Linked DNA regions of Mus musculus: all the other regions are linked to region 2. A link is a contact called in public HiChIP or PLAC-seq data. All regions are on one chromosome and are shown on one strand. Each heading gives the region's core, a stretch centred on a gene start, on an enhancer-like site or on the middle of the called end of the contact. The rest is flanking DNA. Distances are from core to core; before and after follow the strand shown.

Region 1 (3,526 bases), core at 320-2,819, 580 kb after region 2:
CTCTCCCCCTGTCTCCAGTGGGACAACTCAGGAGGTCTGGATTCCCCAGCCTCCATGATGTGTGAACCAATGCCTTACAATTCATCTCCATTTATCTACGTGCCCATTCTCCTCGTTCTGACCCTGGGGGGTGGGGGTGGGGGGAGCTTGATTAAAACACATGCCTAAGCTGTGAAGAGTACATTCTCCTGGGGTCGACCTCCTTCCAAGACCCACTTGCTTGAGAAACATGAAGGTACAATCAGATGGGAGTTCTTCCCAACATCACCCAGTCACTCCACTTCCAAGGACACCCTGGTGGTCACTTCCCCTGTATAACAAAATAAAAAATAAAATAAAAAAAAACCCTTCTTTGCCGGTTTATTCATCAAAATAAAGTGACTTCATTGTTTGGGGCCTCTGGGAAGAGCAACGCACTGTGGCAAGAGCCATGGTCAAGCAAGCAGCTTCTATCAGGAAATGAGAAGCACACAGGAAGAGGTCGGCTTGGCCAGGGAGAGACTCCTGTGGGTAAGGACACTTGGCCTCAAGCCTGATGACCTGACTCTGACTCCTGGGACCCATATGACAAGAAAACTGACTCCAGCAGGTTGTCTTCTGACACACACATACAGAGAGAGAGAGAGAGAGAGAGAGAGAGAGAGAGAGAGAATAACTTTAAGAGACCTGACCAGGTATGGTGGTTTGTATATTCTTGGACCAGGGAGTGGCACCATTTGGAGGTGTGGCCTTGTTGGTATAGGTGTGATCTGGTTGGAATAGGTGTGTCACTGTGGGTGTGGGCTTAAGACTCTCACCCCAGTTGCCTGGAAGTCAGTCTTTCACTAGCAGCCTTTGGATGAAGACATAGAACTCTCAGTTCCGCCTGTGCCATGCCTGCCTGGATGCTGCCATCCTCCAGTGGTGATAATGGACTGAACCTCTGAACCTGTAAGCCAGCCCCAATTAAATGTTGTTTATATAAGACTTGCCTTGGTCATGGTGTCTGTTCACAGCAGTAAAACCCTAACTAAGACACCACGGTTCTATATTATCTTCAAAAGTACATCCTCAATGAGATATACTTCTCAGGGCTGGAGAGATGGCTCAGTGGCTAAGAACACGGACTGCTCTTCCTAAGGTCCTGTGTTCAAATCCCAGCAACCACATGGTGGCTCACAACCATCCGTAATGAGATCTGATGGCCTCTTCTGGAATGTCTGAAGATAGCTACAGTGTAGTTACATGTATAATAAATAAATAAATCTTTTAAAAAATCAAAAACAAAAGAAATGAAAAAAATCAACAACAAAAAAAAGGAATCTGAAAAAAAAAATAAAGAGAGATGTACTTCTCAATGAGAAAGGCTAAAGCAGAGGACAAAATTAGATCCACTAGGACCGGGGTAGGTGCAGGAGAAGTGGGAATTGCATTCTCAATGGAGGCTCTTAGGGAAGGAATGCCTACTTCCTTCCCTGTTTTTGAATGACTCCTTACAGCTCCCAGCATGCAAGTCATTGCCACCAAGAGCTTAAAGACTTAGACCCTTGTTCCTGAAGGTCCCATCACCTCCCACTAGTGCCACCCAGAGGCCAAGTCTCTAACCCAGGGATATCTGGACCTCTGGTGGACACTTTACCCAGTGCACAGCAGCTGTGGGGATAGGAACATACTTCTTTGTTTATGATGCCATTGTGAGCCATTTTAGTAGGAGCGATAATGCGGCTGCAGATGTCATGTGTAAACATTGCATCGTGGCTTTGTGCTCGTGTGTGAGTGAGTCTGAGAGGCTGCACGGGAGCAGCGGTTGAGAGTAAGGCTGGCCTGTCAGCACCCCAGTCAAACCGCTGAGTCAAATCCACCAACCCCCTACATTTGATGTCTGTAAAAATGGATGCAATCATAGAAACGATCAGAGGGTCTACCAGACCCTGTGGAGAGACGCAAGTGGGGCTCGCGTTATGCCTGGGAGTGAGGCTTCTCTGAGAATCCTGTTTCTACTTACTGCTGCGTCCTAACCCAGCCCTCAAAGAGTCTTCTGGAAACGTGTACAACGCTTTGCACTTAGCCTCTGTGGGTTGCAAGTAAATAGCAGAAACATCTTAGGGGAGACCTGAGTCCCAGGGAGCTGGCAGTGCAGTGGAGGGGAAGATGTTCTCTTGGTGGACTGAAGCAGGGACCTCAGGCCCCACCTACAGACTGGTCTCTTCTACAGTAGCTCCCCAGTGGTCACGTCCCTCGCTGATTACTTCCTTATGTTACAAGGCCCTCGAATTTTATTGCCAGGCAGGCTGTGAGGGAACTCCACATGTTACTCATGGATTCAGAGAAAAAGTGATACATAAATGCCCACTCCAGAAAAATATCAAACTTTGTTTCTGGCCTGAAGAACTAAAGAGAAGAGAGGATGCATTGTGGTGAGCAGGTAAACGCAGAAACAGGACATAGCTCTGGGCGTGATGGACTAGGAAGAATGGCGGAGGGGAATGGCTTCTCTGTCAACTTTTACAACTACTTGTTTCTATGGTGGAGGGCAGTGGATCCTTGCATGCCCCAGTGCACACACGGAGAAGGGAGGAGAGCTTGCAGAAGGTCAAGCTCTCTCCTTCTACTGTGTGCATCCCAGAAAGTCACCAGGCCCCTTGGCAATTGTCTTCACTGGTCGTCTTACCACCCACGAGTGACTTCTTAATGCCATGGGGTTACTTCAGAGGGTTGGCGATGGTTTGCAATACTGTCAATAAGCTAATTAAGTTAGACATTTTCAAATGGTGGGTTTCATGATATGTGAAATTATACCATAATTTGATTTTTTTGTTAATTAAAAATGTCTGGCTGTGGAGAAACCTATTCAGATGGGATAGACAAAAAAGAAAAGGAAAAAAAGAGAGAGAGAGAGAGAAAGAGGCCAGCTCTTCTGAGAGGCTTCTCTGATACTGAAGACTAAGGGACCAAAGGGAGCCAGCCAGCCCAGGAAGGTGCAAGGGAGCTGAAGGGAGCCAGTGCTGGGCAGGGCAGATTTGCTGTTCCTCACTTGTCTCCAACAGGAAGGGAGAGGGGGTGAGGTTAAAGCAGAGGAAGAAAGCAGGTCCCCTAAGACCCTGGGAGGTGCAGGAGAAGTGGGAAATGCATTTTCAATGGAGGCTCTCAGGGAAGGAATGACTGCTTCCTTCTGCCATTTTTGAATGACCCCTTGCAGCTCCCAGCGTGCAAGTCATTGCCACCAAGGGCAAGGCAAGAGATTCCAGAGAGCTCGTTCTAGCAGCTCAGCTTTCCCACTTTGAACAGAACTGTAACCAAAGGTTACAAATTACAAGATAACTTTGTTACTAGGGAACAAGCAATCTGCAACAATGAGTTTCTTGTCTGTCTGTAAAGGGGTACAGGATCTCCTAACTACAGAGTAAGAAAAAGGGTTTCTGGCTTCTTGTCTGGGGCCAGCGGCTATGCTATTATTAAAACAGGAGTGCCCTCTAAAGGTAAAAGTCTAGATTGCAGTTTACTATTAAACCCAGCCTGGAACTGGATTTAACAGTATGACTGACAA
Region 2 (3,386 bases), core at 29-2,528:
CCAGCCACTGCAGCTGAAACACTGAGCCCTGGGTTCAGTGAGAAAGCCTGTCTCAAAAATAAGGCAGAGAAGCAACTGTGGACAATATCCTGATATCAATACCCATATATGAACACAGGTATACAACACACACACATACACACACACACACACATACACACACACACACACACACAGAGAGAGAGAGAGAGAGAGAGAGAGAGAGAGAGAGAGAGAGAGAGAGAGACACCATGAAAAAGAAAAAAAGAAAAAGGGGCAAAGGCCATTTTTAGCCCTGGATGGTAGAGAGTTTAAGCCAGGGTGCAGGGAGCAGAGTCTGAAAATGGCTCCTCCCTTGTGATGACAGTGTATTTGGAAGGATCTGAGAGGATGTTTCCAAGGAAACTTAGCAATGAAGTCCCAGACCATCATCTCTGACAAGAAGAAGAAAGGAGGGTGGGGTTTCTGTCTGCCCCATGAGAAGATTAAAAAGAGGAAATGAATTAAATTTTACATTAATAACAAAGTAAACATCTTTGTTTAAAACAACAACATTGTTGCCCCTGCAGCTATTGAGCCTCAGCAGACAGAGCCAGACGAGGGCTGCCCTAACTGCCCAGATAAGACCTTGCCAAGAGTGAAAGTATCAGCAAGAGGAAACGTATGCTAGACTACAACAAAATTAATTTCAGTGAGGGTATCACAGAGAACAAATTATCATGTCTGATAACACAGAGTCCTTGTAAGCCAAAGGACAAAGATAACGCTCAAGTTCAAAGACTTGCCGTTTACTTTGCCTTGAGTGGACTACATTTATTCTGAACACAAGAGGAATAATTAAGGATGTTTCCTGTGCTGTTTCTGATATTAATTAAAGCTCACCAAGGAGACCTGATAGGAGAACAATAGCAATGTAGCCAGTCAGATAGGAGCACAGATTCATTTGTGTTGCTTACTGCATGTCAGCTAAAGAATTTGTCTCCGGGCATATTTGAGAGCCACTTGTTTGTGACTTTGGTTAGAAGACTGTGAAGTAAAGTGCATTTGTTTTGTTGACAATCACTATTCATTTTTCATTCTACGGAAAGGAGACAAAGGGAAGCCCAAATGCAGAGGGACACAGCTCGTGGCCAGGTCCTTTGGCAGTAGCCAGTGGTTTGTGACGATCTGATTACCATTGTTTGGCCACTCACATGTGATTGCTTTTTATTTTGGATGTATTCGGGAAGAATGTGGGGTTGACAAAGCACTCAGGAATGAAGGTTTCGGCTCTGTGTTCTCACTCCCAGCTATGACTCATCTCTCTAATGAGGTTTGAGGGCAACTGTGTAACGCCTGTGTCTCAGTGTTTCATCTATAAAATGGGAATGGTAAGCACCACATGAACTACCAGGGGATTTTTGAAGTTACCTAATGAGTGTGAAGGTATTTCAAAACAAATAAGGCAATAAGGACATATATATGTATTGTAATCTTTTTATCTCATTCTGAAAGTTTTTTTGTTGTTGTTGTACAAAACAATGGATTTCATCACGGTATTTTTATACAAATATTTCTTGTCAATAAAGGTTGACAAATGATTTATTTTTAAGGAAGGAAAACATCTCTTGGGAATGAGCTTTCACAATACAATAAATCTCATTTCTCTTGGGTGGTCTTAAAAGACCTGAAGCTAAGTGCTGGGACAGGACAATCTTTCCAGGTTCCATCAGGTTCTCTGACTTCATCACGCCGTGCAGATCTGCTCAAATGTGCACACTGTTCGTTCTCATGTTCAAACAGCAGCAAAGTACCACAGTTCCTGTGCATTTTAGAAATTGGACAGCACTCCTGAATGCTGACTAATGTTTTAAATTGCAACTACTACAGTTCTTTCAAACCTCAAGGAATGTTCATAAATCTTAATCTCAATTAATTTTAGCAAAGCAGTGCCAGGGTCATGTTTCAATTAAAATTTGACCGAAGCCCATAGTCCTTGGGAAGGCAACATAAAGGAACTGCTTTCAAACACTGCAGCGGGAGAGGAGAGCAACGACAATTGAACGTTTGTACAAGTGATCTAATAAGCATATGGATGGGTACGGAGGCCAAAGCTGGCTGCCAGTTCTGCAGCTAATATTTCTAGAAGTCAGCATATGCTGATCACTGTGTTCCTGAAAACGGTTTCAGAAAGTGAAAACAAATGATGGTTCTCTGGCTTTTGATTGGCTATGTGAGCAGCACTTCGAGATCACCCTGAACTGGGAGGAAAGCAAGAAGCTTATCTATAGCTGTATGGGATTGGAGTGAATGCTGGGACTCGACGTCATCACTTTCTGAGTGACTAGCTCTCCAACCTTAAAAAATGAAAATGATCCTTCGATTGTGTATCAATTGCACACATATCCGGGGAGATGAAAACATGGGATTTTGTGTGATATTTCCTAGTGAAAGCTGGAAGAAGTATGATTTTTCTTCACTTCAGGAAACTAAAGCCTCTGGGGATTTCTCAGTGTTTAATTTGGACAAAGTCTGTGAAAGCGTTCAGTATTTACCCTGGTGCCACGTGAAGTGTGTGCTTTGGGCCTGAGTTGTCATTTCGGACTGAAATGTGAGTTTCCATTTGAAAAGATGTAGCTTTGACTAGGAATAAACTGTCACAGGCTGCTGAGGAGATGCCTGGAACTCTCAAATTAGCATCTTTCTAGATGGCCTCTTTCAAGACCACAATGCTTGGAGGAGGTGCAAAAATTGGAAAATTAAGACTTGCCCTAAATAAAAGGGTTGTGCTACATCTGGAGAAGCCATTGCTTTCTTTTGTTTTGAGAGACCTGATTGGAGGCTTCATGTATTTACTGAGCTACTGTGTGTGCTCTGGTGTGAGGTCGTCTCTAACCAGGAGCCCCAGTAGAGAGCAATAGCGGCTCTGAGGGCAGGTGGAGGAAGATGGTGTTTAGTAATTCCACTTCTTCAGCTGTTCTCAAGAGTGTCTCAAAAGAAAGGGAAGTCTCTTTCTTTTTCTAGGGTCTTGGTTAGGGTTTTCATTGCTGTGAAGAAACGCCATGACCATGGCAACTCTTATAAAGAAAAAAACATTTTAATGGGTCTGGCTTGCAGTTCAGAGGTTTAGTCCATTATTGTCATGGCAAGAAGCATGGCAGGCATGGTGCTGGAGAGGCGGCTGAGAGTTCCACATCTGAATGTGAAGTGGACAGGAAGAGAGAGTAAGCCACTAAGCCTGACTTGGGCATCTTAGACCTCAAAGCCCCCAGTAACACACACCCTCTAACAAGGCCACACCTCCTCCAACAAGGCCACACCTCCTAATAGTGCCACTCCTTTATGAGCCTATGGGAAACATTTTCACTCAAACCACCACATGGGGTATGTGGGTTTTTTTGTTTTGTTTTGTTTTGTTTTGTTTTTCA
Region 3 (3,434 bases), core at 469-2,968, 560 kb after region 2:
GCAGGAAGACAAAAGTGTCCCCTTAAGGGGGTTCTGCCTTTCTCTGAGAGGCAGAGCTTCTCACATGCCTCTACCTAACATGCCTCTCCTACCGTGAGGAGCAGTGGGACAGGGAGAATAAATTAGGTTTGCCTGGAGAGTGACCCTCAAATACAGAAAAGCGCCATGGCTCAGAGTAACAGCACAGAAAGCCTGAAAGTCTCCAGAGATTAAAACAGGGGGGGGGGGGGGCTGAGGTCAGATTGGAGTCTGAGTGGCACTTTCCTTTCGAGCTGCGACCTCTAGCGCTACTCTTGAGAATTACAGCTCTCCCTTTTCCCGAGGGGGCGCACTCTCTCCTGGTTCTAAGCCACACTGCAACCCTACCAGCCTGGGCATGCTCTCCCAGGGGAAAGCCAGAGAGCTGGCCTCTGGATCCCGAAGCAGGCACACCACCAGCCTCTTCCGAAGATTCGATCTGGGAGTCAAGCACACCGGACGCCTGAGATTTCACCATAGACCGATGGGACTGAAAAAAGTGCTGGCCCTGGCTTTCCATTCTTTGATCACCCCTACTGGCCAAGGGAGGCTCCTGCTGTGGGCACCTGATTGCTTCCCTTGTAGGGTCTGCTATGCTTAGGGCCACCCAGCTCCCCCAACAAGAATCAGAACACCCTGAAACAGGTGTCCGCTCTGTCAGAATCCTCCACCTGGTGGACGCGGCCAGAAAGTGCTTGCCCTGCAAGCGTGAGACCCTGCTGCTGTGTTCAGTCTCTAGTACCCACACAAAGGTGAAGAAAGGCTGGGATGGCCGTGAGTGCGGGAAAGGTGGACTTCTGTGGCTCACTGGCTGGTCAACCAGCCTACTTGACAAGTTCCAGGCCAGTGAAAGAACCTGTCTTGAAGAGGAAAAAAGAAAGGAGGGGACAGCACCTGAGGGTGTCCCCGCCCACCATACGCAATGTGTGGCCACATTAATATACACACTCCAAGAAAAAAAAATGTGACAGGCACAGTGACGTCCTGATACACTGGCCTCTCTCTCTCTCTCTCTCTCTCTCTCTCTCTCTCTCTCTCTCTCTCTCTCTCTCTTTGTTTTTTTGTTTGGTTGTTGTTGTTGTTGTTGTTGTTTCGAGACAGGGTTTCTCTGTATAGCCCTGGCTGTCCTGGAACTCACTCTGTAGACCAGGCTGGCCTCGAACTCAGAAATCCGCCTGCCTCTGCCTCCCCAGTGCTGGGACTAAGGGTTTGCACCACCACGCCCAGCTCATACAGTCCGACTGGTTTGGACCATATACTAAAATTCCAGAGACCGAAAAATGCACAACTGTCCAAAGCTGTCTTTCTACCCAGAAAAACGTACTTCCAAGAAAAGAGGAGAAAGCAAGAGAAACGTAGTTACGTGTCTTGTATTGATATTAACCAAAGTCAGTCTACTTCTGCTCGAAGGGAAGTGGGCCACAGAAAACCTTCATTTCACTCCCAACAGTTGAGGCTGATCAGCAGGCAGATTGAAAATTGAAGACCAGCCTGGATGTGGGGGTCAGGGAGCAGGCTGGAGTGGGGGGCTGGGGGGGGTGTACTCCTAGAAAAGAGACTCAAATGTTTAGAGATGAACACACAGCTGATCTCCAGCCCCAGTGCAGACACTGACCACAGACGTGGTACTTTCTGAGAGACCAGAAGCTCCAGGAGGATCTGACACAGGAGCTTGGCTAGGGAGCCTTTGCGCTTGCGCAAACTCTGTTGTTTAAATAGTGTCTCTTAGTCACCACTCCTGCGCTGGGTGCCAGGATTTAACAGCCCAGTGCGATCCTATCGCAAATTTCCTGGCCCTCCTCACTTTACCTCCGAAACCTGTTTTGGTGACTGATGCAGCCTTATCGGCCCCTTCTACCCTTCCGATTGTGGATCGGATCTCCTGCCCAGCATTCCTGTCTTCAGACTGGCTGGCTGGAGGCATTTCCCTTCCCTGCTCAACAAACTTGTTTTCTGGAGCCTGGAGGACAGGAGTGGGGGCAGGGAGGAGGAAGAGTAAGCTTTGTTGGTTTGTTTCTAACACAGGCTAAGATCATTGCTTTCTGGGAAGTTTCTAGATGTTTCTGGGTATCAAACTGTTTGTTTTCCAAGGTGAGTGTCCCGAAGTTAAGGTAATGTCAGCTGAATTATACAAAACAACTCTACCTCCCTAGAGAGAGCAGCCACCAAGAGAAACACGGTCCTTGCCTTTGAGCTTGTTGAGTAGGCAGGAAAGACAGCAGAAGTCTGCCAAACACACTTTGTTCTGTTTTCTTCAATTTCCCCCCCATCCAAAGCTTACTGGTTATGAAATATTAACCAGTAAGGTTATATAGTTTCCCCTTTAATCTCAGAAGCCAATTTCTGAGAACTACATTTTTTTTCTTGTGGTGGTGGTCTCAAACTTGTGACCCTCCCGTGCCAGCCTCCTGAATCATTCACCGCATCTCTCTACTCCACGTCACGGTAATCACAGTTATAAGGGGGTATAAATTAGGGGTATAAGACGCTGAGACATGGCGTTTCCTCTAGGCAAAACTAATCTGACACATATACCAGATTTACCTGGAGGATTCTATCCCCGCTCTCCTCGGCAAGCAATTAAAACTCTGTTCTTCCACAGTCTGTAAAAACAGACTTGTAAGCAAGTGCAGATTCAGATCGCTGGATCACAATGGAGTCGATCCACAGATACATAACATCTAATAAAAAAAAAAAGTGACTACAGACCCTAAAGGACATGCACCTCCCCTGTTTGTTTAGTGGTTTGCTCCTCTTATCAGGAAAAAGAAAAAAAAGGCGTGTGAAGAATTTTGAGAGTTGAAAGATACTTGTGGGGGTGGTCTGTGGTGTGTGGTGTGTGTGTGTGTGTGTGTGTGTGTGTGTGTGTGTGTGTGTGTGTGTGTGTGTGTATACAAGCTTGCCAAGCAGGCTTCTTGCAGAATTCACTTACCAAGAGTGTAGCCTGTTGTTGTGGAATCTGGGAGGCACACACTCTGATAACTGCTCCCTCAAGAACCCCAGCCGTTACCATGTGTGAAGATGGTGAGCAACCGTTCTCATTCCCCAAGGCATGAGCCCCACGGCACCAGCAAGGAATCCCTCTCCCCGTCCGCCATGTTCATACAGCATCAACAGAAGGAGTTCCCCAGGTTGGGAAGGAACAGGACTTTGGGTCTGTGGGAAAATGGCTCTAAGGAATCACTACAAGTTTCTTCCCCTACATTTGTTTTATGCCCTATGCGCCAGGTGCCTGCAGCATCTTCCCACTTGTAGACTAAATACACCCTTTGTATAGTGTGTCTAAGCGCCCCATCCCCAGCGATGAGCAGCTTCAAACCCTCCCAACTTTAAGGAATATGATGGCCTTGGGATGCCATACAAGTTACTCCAATGAGAAAGATCAACCGTCAACGATCCTATCAAAAATCAATGAA

What was found. HiChIP or PLAC-seq counts read pairs in DNA pulled down with a chosen protein or histone mark.
Region 1: an H3K27ac HiChIP or PLAC-seq map of vascular smooth muscle cells shows a contact between it and region 2, with 10 times the contacts expected there. The contact joins two enhancer-like sites. A contact is called at or near these places in 5 of 484 Hi-C or Micro-C datasets (the AML12 cell line, Sertoli cells, gonadal supporting cells and 2 more) and 2 of 115 datasets of contacts at active chromatin or transcription factors (fibro-adipogenic progenitors and vascular smooth muscle cells).
Region 3: a contact with region 2 is called in an HNF4G HiChIP or PLAC-seq map of pancreatic cancer cells. The contact joins two enhancer-like sites. A contact is called at or near these places in 5 of 484 Hi-C or Micro-C datasets (the HL-1 cell line, cortical neurons, gonadal supporting cells and 2 more) and 2 of 115 datasets of contacts at active chromatin or transcription factors (fibro-adipogenic progenitors and pancreatic cancer cells).

The regions. Positions count from the first base shown.
Region 1 is chr14:46,720,647-46,724,172 of GRCm38.p6, forward strand. No RefSeq gene overlaps it. Among named protein-coding and RNA genes, the nearest start is that of Cdkn3, 38 kb to the right of the region's middle. Within about 2 kb of position 1,570, at least 11 of the 459 cell types and tissues checked have an H3K27ac peak or open chromatin away from gene starts, as enhancers often do. A contact at or near this core is called in vascular smooth muscle cells, where this site is marked.
Region 2 is chr14:46,143,718-46,147,103 of GRCm38.p6, forward strand. No RefSeq gene overlaps it. Among named protein-coding and RNA genes, the nearest start is that of Gm34499, 76 kb to the right of the region's middle. Within about 2 kb of position 1,279, at least 53 of the 459 cell types and tissues checked have an H3K27ac peak or open chromatin away from gene starts, as enhancers often do. A contact at or near this core is called in the HL-1 cell line, fibro-adipogenic progenitors, pancreatic cancer cells and 1 more, where this site is marked.
Region 3 is chr14:46,702,658-46,706,091 of GRCm38.p6, forward strand. No RefSeq gene overlaps it. Among named protein-coding and RNA genes, the nearest start is that of D330046F09Rik, 31 kb to the left of the region's middle. Within about 2 kb of position 1,719, at least 79 of the 459 cell types and tissues checked have an H3K27ac peak or open chromatin away from gene starts, as enhancers often do. A contact at or near this core is called in the HL-1 cell line, fibro-adipogenic progenitors and pancreatic cancer cells, where this site is marked.